2 separate regions of the Gossypium hirsutum genome follow, and region 2 is linked to region 1. A link is a contact called in public Hi-C data. All regions are on one chromosome and are shown on one strand. The core of a region is the stretch at or near the end of the contact, and the rest is flanking DNA. Distances in the headings are between cores, read along the strand shown. Region 1 holds the start of LOC107962134 (cation/H(+) antiporter 15). Region 2 holds the start of LOC107962124 (protein trichome birefringence-like 33).

Evidence for each region. A called contact is a pair of places that touch in the nucleus more often than the background predicts.
Region 2: a Hi-C map of leaf shows a contact between it and region 1, with 1.9 times the contacts expected there. The contact joins the promoter of LOC107962124 here to the promoter of LOC107962134 in region 1. A contact is called at or near these places in 2 of 34 Hi-C or Micro-C datasets (both in leaf).

Annotation. Positions count from the first base shown.
Region 1 is chrA06:120,078,813-120,084,011 of Gossypium_hirsutum_v2.1, reverse strand. LOC107962134 (cation/H(+) antiporter 15) reads right to left here and starts at 2,033. Exons shown (of 3, transcript XM_041116028.1): 1 at 1,511-2,033; 2 at 392-1,393; 3 at 1-306. The coding sequence starts at 1,744. LOC107962135 (a long non-coding RNA gene) reads right to left here and starts at 3,822. Exons shown (of 2, transcript XR_001701522.2): 1 at 3,487-3,822; 2 at 2,813-3,134.
Region 2 is chrA06:120,475,199-120,480,397 of Gossypium_hirsutum_v2.1, reverse strand. It overlaps LOC107962124 (protein trichome birefringence-like 33), which reads left to right and starts at 2,280. Exons shown (of 6, transcript XM_016898368.2): 1 at 2,280-2,643; 2 at 2,738-2,954; 3 at 3,373-3,550; 4 at 3,637-3,836; 5 at 3,948-4,106; 6 at 4,193-4,632. The coding sequence starts at 2,469. The coding sequence ends at 4,532. LOC107962123 (a long non-coding RNA gene) reads left to right here. Exons shown (of 2, transcript XR_001701521.2): 2 at 137-554.

The sequences.
Region 1 (5,199 bases), core at 784-3,283:
CCGTACGAGGACCGGGGTTGATCTTCCCACAAGTTCAATTAGGACCATAGCTGTGACCGCAACGGGGTTCATTTCACTGGCATGGGTTACTTCAAGGATGTTCATTATTGTTGGGATATTTTCAGGGTTATGGATGCAAACCAGGATACGAAACTCTAAATTACTGTTGGAATGATGGATGGTACTCCTCTTTTCTGAAACACATTGCTTCGTCGGATCATACAACATTCGTACCAACGGAGTTATAATCGCGGTCACTACCAATACCGAGACCGTTACCAGTGTAAATGATTGATTTCCGATTTGCTGCAATCGAAAAAACGGACGCTTTAGGTTAACTTAAAGGATGTTAAAATCATTAAGTAGTGAAAACTAAGGGTCTATAACGAACCTTTCCGTCCTTCCAAAGATTGACGAAAGTAAGTTCAACAATGCCTCTTGCGTTTAGAATCAGTGCAAGCACAACTGCTTCTTTGATGGGCAAATTGAAGCAGAGAGCTGGTAATATCACTGCTATAAGCTTGACAACGAAAGTAAAGATGATGATGATCCCGATAATGTAGTAAGTTTCTAAATCGACGTCGAAGACATTTGTTTGCAGGCCGGTGACAGCGCAGTAGGCTGGATAGAAAAAGGCTAACCCGAGAGAAGCTAGCTTGGACGATATAGCTGCGCCTAAAGGCGGTCCATCAGGCACAGCCAGGCCTAAAAGTAATGGTCCGAAGATGTAATGCTGCCCGATTACCTCGCTAATGAATGCCGACACCATGACTAGGATGAATATAGATGCTATGGTCTTCTCATCAATAGATTTTGGACCCACTGCTTGAGTAAACATCTTCTTTAACTTGGGACGAAGAATTAAAAAGTTGGTGGCTACAAATGCAACTACGGAAAGAAAGGGTGGTAGAAAACTGTAAATATGATGGGAATTGGCTTGTTTGATGGAGAAAAGAATCGAAGTCGTCGAAAAACCGATTAAAAAGGAAAACATGGAGGAAGAGAGAGCAATTCGACCGACATCAGTGTTTATAATCTTGAGCTCGTCTAGCAGTGTAGAAATTACAGGGAAAGCTGTTAAAGATTGAGATGATGCTACAAGTATCAACGAGTTCTGGAGGGAGGTACTCATGGTGACGGACGTCTTTAAGAAAACAGCAAGTCCAATTGAAAGACCCGTCGTAATGATGAGAGCCGAAGCGCCTATAACTGCAGCCATTCGTCCCGGACACACCATCAGGTACGGGTCAATCTTTACTCCAACTTCGAAGAAGAAGAACATAATGCCGAATCCTGAGAACACATCCATTATAGCTCGGCTATGGATCGGGAAAACGGTGTCGGCTACGTCTTGGCTGTGGCCAAGAATTGATGGGCCAAATATCATTCCACCCTGGGTTTTTGGTTAACACAAGTGTTTAGAACCTGATGTTAATTATAAATGTAAGTAAATAAGTATATGATACATTTAAGTAACTTAATGTTAGAATTGAAAAGAAAAATAACATACAAAAATCTGCGAGACTAAGGATGATTGTCCTAAAGGCTTGAAACAAACATTGATGAGAAGTGAGACCGTTGAAATGCTAGAGAGCTGAAACATGAGAAGAGTGGTGGGGCTGACGAGAGGGTTACCACTGAGCCATATACTCTTTGCTGGGATTTTCTTAAATGAGTTGTTTATGCAAAGAATGGTCAGGTTTTTACCAATCTTGATTGCATCATGAGTTAATCCCCCTTCCATGCTTCAATTGCTGCTTCTCGATCAAGGAATCCGATGGAAGAAAGAAATGGGAACTAAGCAGCAAGAATCTAAAGGTACAAAAAGTAGGAGTGGATGGTGAGCCTCTTTTTTTGGAATTCCACAATTTTGATTGGGAGGTTGTCCTTCAAGCTAGGTCACTAAAATAAATGGTTTTCGCTCAACATAATCTATCACTCATCTCTTCTAATTATTCAACCATAGTTCAACATAAGGATGAAAAATAGCCCTTTTAATCACTTCTCTCCCTCTCATTTATCCTTTTTATTTTAAAAAATATCTCAATGGTGATTAAATTTGGAAAAAGTAATTACCAGCTAATTTTATTATTGGAATTTTATCAAATTACGTTTTTTACTATTAAAAACATTAATTTAATTCTTGTATAAGACCAAATTTTAATAGAATTCACATTTTACTATTTAAAAATATTATTTAATTTTTATTAAACTTCATATTTTAGAAGCTTTTATAGTCCAATTTTTTATTATTTGAAATTGAATTGCAAATAAAAATAAAAAATTGATATGATCTCTAAAATAGAGGAATTTGTAAGATATTGTAGCCATTAAAGTTACATTAAAATTTGTTCTTCATTTCAAAATGGGAAAAAGGAGTGGTGGCAAACATGTTTGAATGGGTTCAAATTGAGTTTTCTTTAAATTTACATTATTTTGGGTTTAAATTAATTTAGGATGGGAATTTTTTGAGCTTGGTCTTTTTCAGGCTTAAATTTTATTATTCTCAAACCCTCTTAAATTCAAATATTTTGTGCTCAGATTATTTTAGATTTGTATTGGTTTAGGTCGAGCAATCTTAGATGGATTTATATGATTCTAAAGTTTTATAAGTATTTTTATTTCTAATGTAATAACTTGAAAGTTACTTGATTTTTTCTTATCAACTATTTGCTTAGTTGCAACTAATAAAGTAACTACTAATAAGAAAAACGAGATGGACACCAGAACAAAGTCTCCATAGTTAAAAAACTTCCTACATCTATGGGACATTGTCAGTGCATAAGGATAAAAAAAATGAATTTATGAGAAATTAGCGAAAGCTTCAAAGTGTATTGTAATAGCCAATTTTGGCCCAAGTCAACAAAACAAAAAAAAACAATAAACCTAAACAAATAATTAAATAGCCCAAAATTAATGTCTACTTACATATTAAACCCAATAGCCCAATCAAAACCCAACAAGCCCAACAGGCCCAAATAACCTAAACCCTAGCCTTATTAACCCAAAACATTTTCAGCAGAAAAAAAGAAGTGAAGGAACCCTAGCATTGCAGCCGCCGCTTAGCCCCTCATGCGCGCCACCACCGCCACTCGGCTCGCCTATCACCTGCATCGCACGCCTCTGACAACCACCTGCAACTCGCAAGCAAAAAAGGCACACACAAGTAGTAGAAGAAACAAGAGCAAAAAGACAAAAAAAAAATAGAAAAGAAAAGTCTTGTAACTTGGCTTTAAAAGCCACAACCTTCTCATTGTAGCTTCTTTTTCTGTTTTTTACAAAAACTTTTTACACACACTAAAAATCAGAAAAGAACTAAAACGGAAGTTTTAAAAGGTTTTGGTTTGTTCTTTTTCTTTTTTTTCTTTCTTTCATTTTCTGTTTATCTTTGTTTTTTATGTTTATTCATTTACTTCCTTCTTTTAAAAAATCTATTTTAATAAAAAAATGCATAGATTTAAAAAAAAAGAGAGGAAAAGGGCGTACCTGGGTTGCGCTCCACCGCCGTCGTCGGCCAACGGTTGTAACGGACCACCAAGCAGCCTTATAGGCCGAATGTGGAGGAGAGTTTTAAAAGGGAGAGGGAGAGAGTAAAAAAAAGAAAAGAAAGAACTCTCTGTTTTTTAAAAAAGGAGTGCAGAAATGAAGAGAAAAAAAAATTGCTTTAATAGAAAGCACAAAAAACGGCAGCATTTTGGGTGGCCTTCCCAGGTGCAAAACGCGTCGTTTTGGGAAAGGTCGACCCGAATCCGACCCGTACTCAGGGGGGATCCGCGTGTTTCCCATTATTGGGATATTTATGCGCGAGGTCCCTCCACCTTTGTGCGCGCTGCAATTTCACCCTTTCTTTCACTTTCTTTATTTTTTTAAAATCTGGCCGGATAATTTTCTTCTGATTTCATTTCAGTCCCTACTGAAATGATACGAATAAAGGCTGGAAATATTTCCTAGCTAGTCCCTCGTCATTTCAGCGTGATTCATTTTGGTCCTTGGTGGCCTTTTTTCATTATTTATAATTTTTGCCCCATATTTTTACTTCGACTTCAATTCAATCCCTGACCTGTTTCATTATATACTATTTTAAATTATTTTACATATTATTTATTTTAATTTTTTATATACATTATTTATTTTAAACTTTTACATATTATATATTTTAAATTTATATACATTATGTAGTTTAAACTATTTTATATATTATTTATTTTAAACCTTTTATATTAGTTATTTTAAACTGTTTTGTATTGTTTATTTTAAATATATTTTTTGTGTTATTTTTAACTATTTTATATATTACTTACTTTAAATTTTTATATAATATTTATTTTAAACTGTTTTCTAATACATGTCATTTTGAATTATTTTATATATATTAATTACTTCATATTGTTTTATTTATTTATTTATCTTAAATTCTTTTTATATATTATTTTTGAACTATTTATTATTATAAATTCATATAATGTTTATTCTTAAACTTCCTTTTTATATGAATTATTTATTTTCAAATTTTTATGTTGTTTATCTTAAACTCTTTATACATTATTTTTTTATATACATTATTTATGTTAAACTGTTTTTATTTTATGTATATTATTTATTTTAATTTTTTTACGTATTATTTATTTTAGACATTTTATTAATGATTTTAAATTGTTTTGTATTATTTACTTTAGATTGCTTTTATAGTATTTATTTTAAAACTTTTATGTACATATTGTTTATTTAAAATTATCTTATTATTTGTTTTAGGCTGTTTTTTATTATTACTTCATTTCTATGTTTATTAAGGTTGATATTAAAAACGATGTACGTCGTGTGAATATTGCCATTACATGTTATTGAAATTGTTTATTTAGCATCCTCATATTGTTGACACTCATTAACCTTGCATCTAATTCGTGTATTAATATTCCATGCTTTATAGTACCTTTTATTTTATTTTAAATCATGTCATGTGTTAAGCTCCAACATGTTTATCAAATATGGATCATTTTATTTTTTCCAAACAAAATAAATGTACGTTGTTAAATATCATACTCACTATATTTCAAAAAGAAAAGTTTCCAAATAAGGCAATATTTTGTGTTTTAGGAAATTCGAGGAATCGTACCTTAACTTACGGGGTTTCGGTTTTCTCGTTAAATCTAAATGGCCAAATATCCCTTTAAGTTTCAAGACACATGAAATTTCAATTAA
Region 2 (5,199 bases), core at 1,031-3,530, 400 kb before region 1:
TTTTTCCTTAATAGTCTGTGTAAAAAAATTGTTTGTTCCAGGCTTTTCTTATAGCCGAATACAAAGATTTTTCTACTGTTTGTTACTATTTCCTTTTGCTTCTGCTGCTTTGCTCTCTTTTGCTTCTGTTTTGCAGGCCTAGGGGGGTCAACGGCAGTGAAAGCATGCCATTTTGGTGTAAGGTTGAAGGCAAAGTCGGCCCTTGGGCGTCGTGCATGCCGAGGGCGCACATGGGAAGGGTACAGCGCCAGGGGAGGAGACTAGGGTTTCGGTTTGCCAAGATTGGCTTGATTTTGGGCCTATCGGGCTGTCCTTGTAATTGGGTTTTAGTTTATATTTCTTTTTTGGGTCTGGGCTGATTAGCAATTATGGGCCCGGGTAAATTTAGGTACCTACAGAGAAAATCATAGTCAACCTACAACGAGGAGAGAGCAATTTGGACTTCCATCCTTAGAGCTTGATATTCAGCGTATTAATGGTAGATTGAAAAAATGAGCTTTTAGAAGAAATATGCTTCATATTAAATCCCAAGTACCTACCAAGAGATTTGTTGACATGACTGTGAAGTTTTCTTTAAGCATCTTCATGAATCTGGGAGTCTCAAATAGCTTGAAAAAATTGGTAGGCTAATCATCTGGTCTTGGGGCCTTTAATCGTTTCGTTCACATTTTTCTTCATTTTTTAAAAATAATAAGAATATAATTTTCTTTTTAAAAAATTAAACTCGGCCCAAAATTATATATATAAGAAAAAGTATGAATAAATTGAAAAATATAGTGATAATTTTATAGACAGGTGAGGTGTAGCATGCATAAAATCATCCAACTTGTTTTTTTTTTAATATGATTTATGGTATAATGGTTCACTTGCAATTATGATCCTTTTACTTTTCTTACTTTATGTAATAATGGTTAAATTTCTATTTCAATCTCTATACTACACTCAAATTTGTTTAATTTCAGTTTTGATCCTTTCATTTCTCTTTTTAGATTATATAACGATAATCAAATTTAGTTTTAGTCCCTATATTACGCTTAAATTCAAGATTTTATCTCTATATTTAATTTTTGACATAATTTAATACTTTTCAAGAATTATTTATAAAATTTATCATTTATATACAGAGGAATATATTTTATTGCATAATTTATTATTTAATTTATTAATTATATTTTAAAGTGATTAACTTGCACATTGGATGGTGTCTTGTATTTTAATTCTATCACATCATATTTTTAATCTCAATTTATTAATTATTTTTTTATACCATGTATAAAACTATACATAACTGAATAAAAGGAAAAATGTGTTTCAACATGCTCGAGTCCATATTTTTTTTGTATTTAATAATAATATCAGTCAAACTAAAATTCAGTAGACAATTTAATAGAAACAAAAATATATGGAAATGATTTAGGTGATGCATTGCATCATCCAAGGTGTACAACAAAACAGCTAACTGCTGCTTTATTTTATTGTTAAAGAGTAGACATTATAATAAAAGCATATAAAAATAATGTAAAATGTCACCAAATCCTCACCTAAATGCTAAATTTCTTAAAACAAAGCAACCTTAGTTTATTAAATCACCATCACCATCACCTTTATTTTTTTTTCTTTTAATATTAAATACAATAGCAAAGGTTAAGTTAAATAAATAACATTAAAAATGACATGACATATATATATATATATGTTTAAATATTTCAAGAATTAATTATTTATCTAAAATTTTAAATATAATTATGAAGATAGAAATTGCATATCCATGTCACTAAAGTAGGATAATGATATGGCATCTTTTACATTTTAGGGACAATCCTTAGCTTAAAAGCCAATGGAAAATTATAGCTTCTCCATTACACCATTTACTGCCCACTACCACTCTTTTTTATTTTCTTTAAGAGAAAAAAAATAAATCACTTGAGTAGATCTACAAAACATGTAATTAATGAAAATGAAAATAAAAATAAAAATTAAGAAAACCTATTTCCCCCTCAATATCTATGATGAACTTATTAAGACAAATCATATAGTTTGATTAATGTAGGGGCTAAACAATCATTTTCTAGCTGCAAATTATGCATCATTATTCAACAACACAACGGTACTTTATGTAACCAAAAATAATAAAGAAATTATATATATAAATGCTAATAATATTGAATAATAATTATAATAATTATTTTTTTCTCGGGTTTATATCGAATTTCTATTTAAATAAAATTATTAGAATTATAAATATACGAATTTGAATGATAAAATTAAAATTTCAGAATGAGAACACATGAACCTATTAAATTGCTGAAACAGTAGTGGAAGTAAACCTTTGCATAGTTCTCTCTATATATTAATTCATGAATCCAATCTCAACATTCCTAAACCCTTGTAAATAATTAGAATTCACACACAAATTTAAGGTAAAAAAAAATACAGATTTTTGGGTTTAATTTTAAAGAAACAAAGATATGAAACCACCATTGTCGTCTTCTTCCTCTGCTGTTCTTAGAAAAGCTCGACTCTCTCCCTACCTCTTTACGTTGTTAGCTTTCATTGTTTTCGTTTCTATTCTTTATGGAGAAGATTTCATGTGCATTCTTGGACAACTTGAACCAATTCCAGGCCGAGCCATGTCTAAACCTGGTGAGTTAACTCAACTCAGTCAAACGAGTCAAGCTTTGTTTTTTATTTTTATGTTGTTTGGATTTAACTTGGGAATTGGGGTTGTTGGGGTTAGTGAAAAGAAGAGGGAAGTTGGCATTCGCTATAGGGAAGGGCGAAGAAGGATGTGATATATTCAGTGGGAGGTGGGTGAGGGACGAGTTAACTCGGCCTCTCTATGAAGAATCGGAGTGTCCGTACATTCAACCCCAGTTGACATGTCAAGAACATGGAAGACCTGATAAAGACTATCAGAAATGGCGATGGCAACCTCATGGATGCGATCTTCCTAGGTAAAAACAAATTATTCATATTTTAATGTTTTATTTTATATACTATACTGTGAAAGTAATATAAAGACCCTTCTACTAACAGGTAAATTTAATATTGCATTTTTCATTCAAAAAATTGATTAAATTAATTCTTATATGTTAAATTAAATAGCAAATGAATCATTCTATTAAAAATTGACCCTGTATGGTAGGATGATATACACGTGGCGCTCGTCAACTACGTTTATTTTTATAGTAGAAATGAATGAAATTTTAAATACAAATAACCCATTTACTTTTTTGATTTAACATATAGAAATTAATTTATTTATTTTTTAAATATAATAGACAAAATACAATTTAACTTTTAATATAAAAACTTCAATGATACTTTTACTTCCGATACATAGCCTGAGAATAATTATTATAGAATGAACAGCTTCAATGCGACATTGATGTTGGAAACACTGAGAGGGAAGAAAATGATGTTTGTTGGTGACTCATTGAACCGTGGTCAATTTGTATCAATGATATGTCTTCTTCATAAACTCATCCCTGATGACCAAAAATCCATGAAAACTCATAAAAATGGTTCCCTCACAGTTTTCAAAGCCAGGGTACGTAATTTAATTTAATTTATGATCAATATTTTTTTAAGTTAAAATCTCCATTGATGTTCAAATATTATTTTTTCGTTTTTAAGGATTATAATACGAGCATTGAGTTCTACTGGGCTCCATTTCTCCTTGAATCGAACTCAGATAATGCGATTGTTCATAGGATATCGGATAGAATAGTGAGGAAAGGTTCGATCAATAAGCATGGCAAGAATTGGAAAGGGGTTGATATCTTGGTTTTCAATACCTATTTGTGGTGGATGACTGGACTGGACATGAAAGTCTTGTAGGTGTCGGATATGGATGTATTTAATTTTTTAATATATTTTAAAAAAAATTAAAAATATAATATCAGAAATGTTTCGAATAAAAATATTTATTATATATTTTTGAGCAGGAAAGGATCGTTTGAGGACGAGAATAAAGAAATAATAAAGGTTTCAACTGAGGAAGCCTATGGAATGGGAATGAGAAGCATGTTGAGATGGGCGAGAAAAAATATGGATCGCAAGAAGACTAGGGTTTTTTTCACTAGCATGTCCCCTACTCATGCAAAGTAATTATATAATTTAAAGTTTCGAATTATCGAATTTTTTCTGTTAAATTAATTTGTGTTGGATCGTTCATTTGTTCTTTTGATAGGGGTATAGATTGGGGAGGTGAACCAGGTGAAAACTGTTATAATCAAACAACAATGATTGAAGATCCGAATTATTGGGGTTCAGATAGTAGAAAGAGTGTAATGAAAGTGATTGGGGAAGCGTTTAGTAAATCAAAGTACCCCATTACATTCCTTAACATCACTCAACTCTCAAATTATCGCAAAGATGCACACACATCGATTTATAAAAAGCAATGGAATCCATTGACACCTAAGCAGTTAGCTAACCCGAGTAGCTATGCGGATTGTATTCATTGGTGTTTGCCTGGCCTTCAAGATACTTGGAATGAGCTTCTCTTTGCCAAATTATTTTATCCTTGAATGTATATTTTTCTATTATAGCTTTTGAGGTTTGTTTTGTCAAATGAATTTATATTAAAATTTTGTTTCGGGGAATTCGAAATTTAATTCAGTTGATTCACATAGAGTTTTAATTTTTTATTACGAAACTACCACTTGTTTATCAAATTCTTAGATAATTAGACCCTATTTACACGAATAATTTAGTAAGACTGACAAGCACTGCTTAATTATGTTTTTGGGCCTAATACTGAAATATTTCATTTTGGGAGGGGTTTTAAAGTGGATTAAAAAAAAAAAAGTGGTCCAACCTTTGGCATACACTTATAGACCTATGTAAGAAACTAAAGCTGTCGTTGTGTTAGGCTTAAGAGATAAGAATTTCCCTTGACAGATAATCACTTCTGTGATGAGTTAAATGGATATTAACTCAATTGAATAATCATTAATTTACTTGTTTTAAGTGTTTTTTTTTATTTTATATTTTTTATATAAAAAATATATATACTTAAATCACAAAATGATAACTAAACTATACTTATTTTTTTAAATTGATATTTAAACTTTTTTATTGTCATAAGAGGCACTTAAACTATACCACTTACCTATTTTATCTCTGTTGTTAAAAAAATTCCCTTAACCAATCATTTTGTAGCACGAGATAATTTTAAACTAAAATATCCAAAAA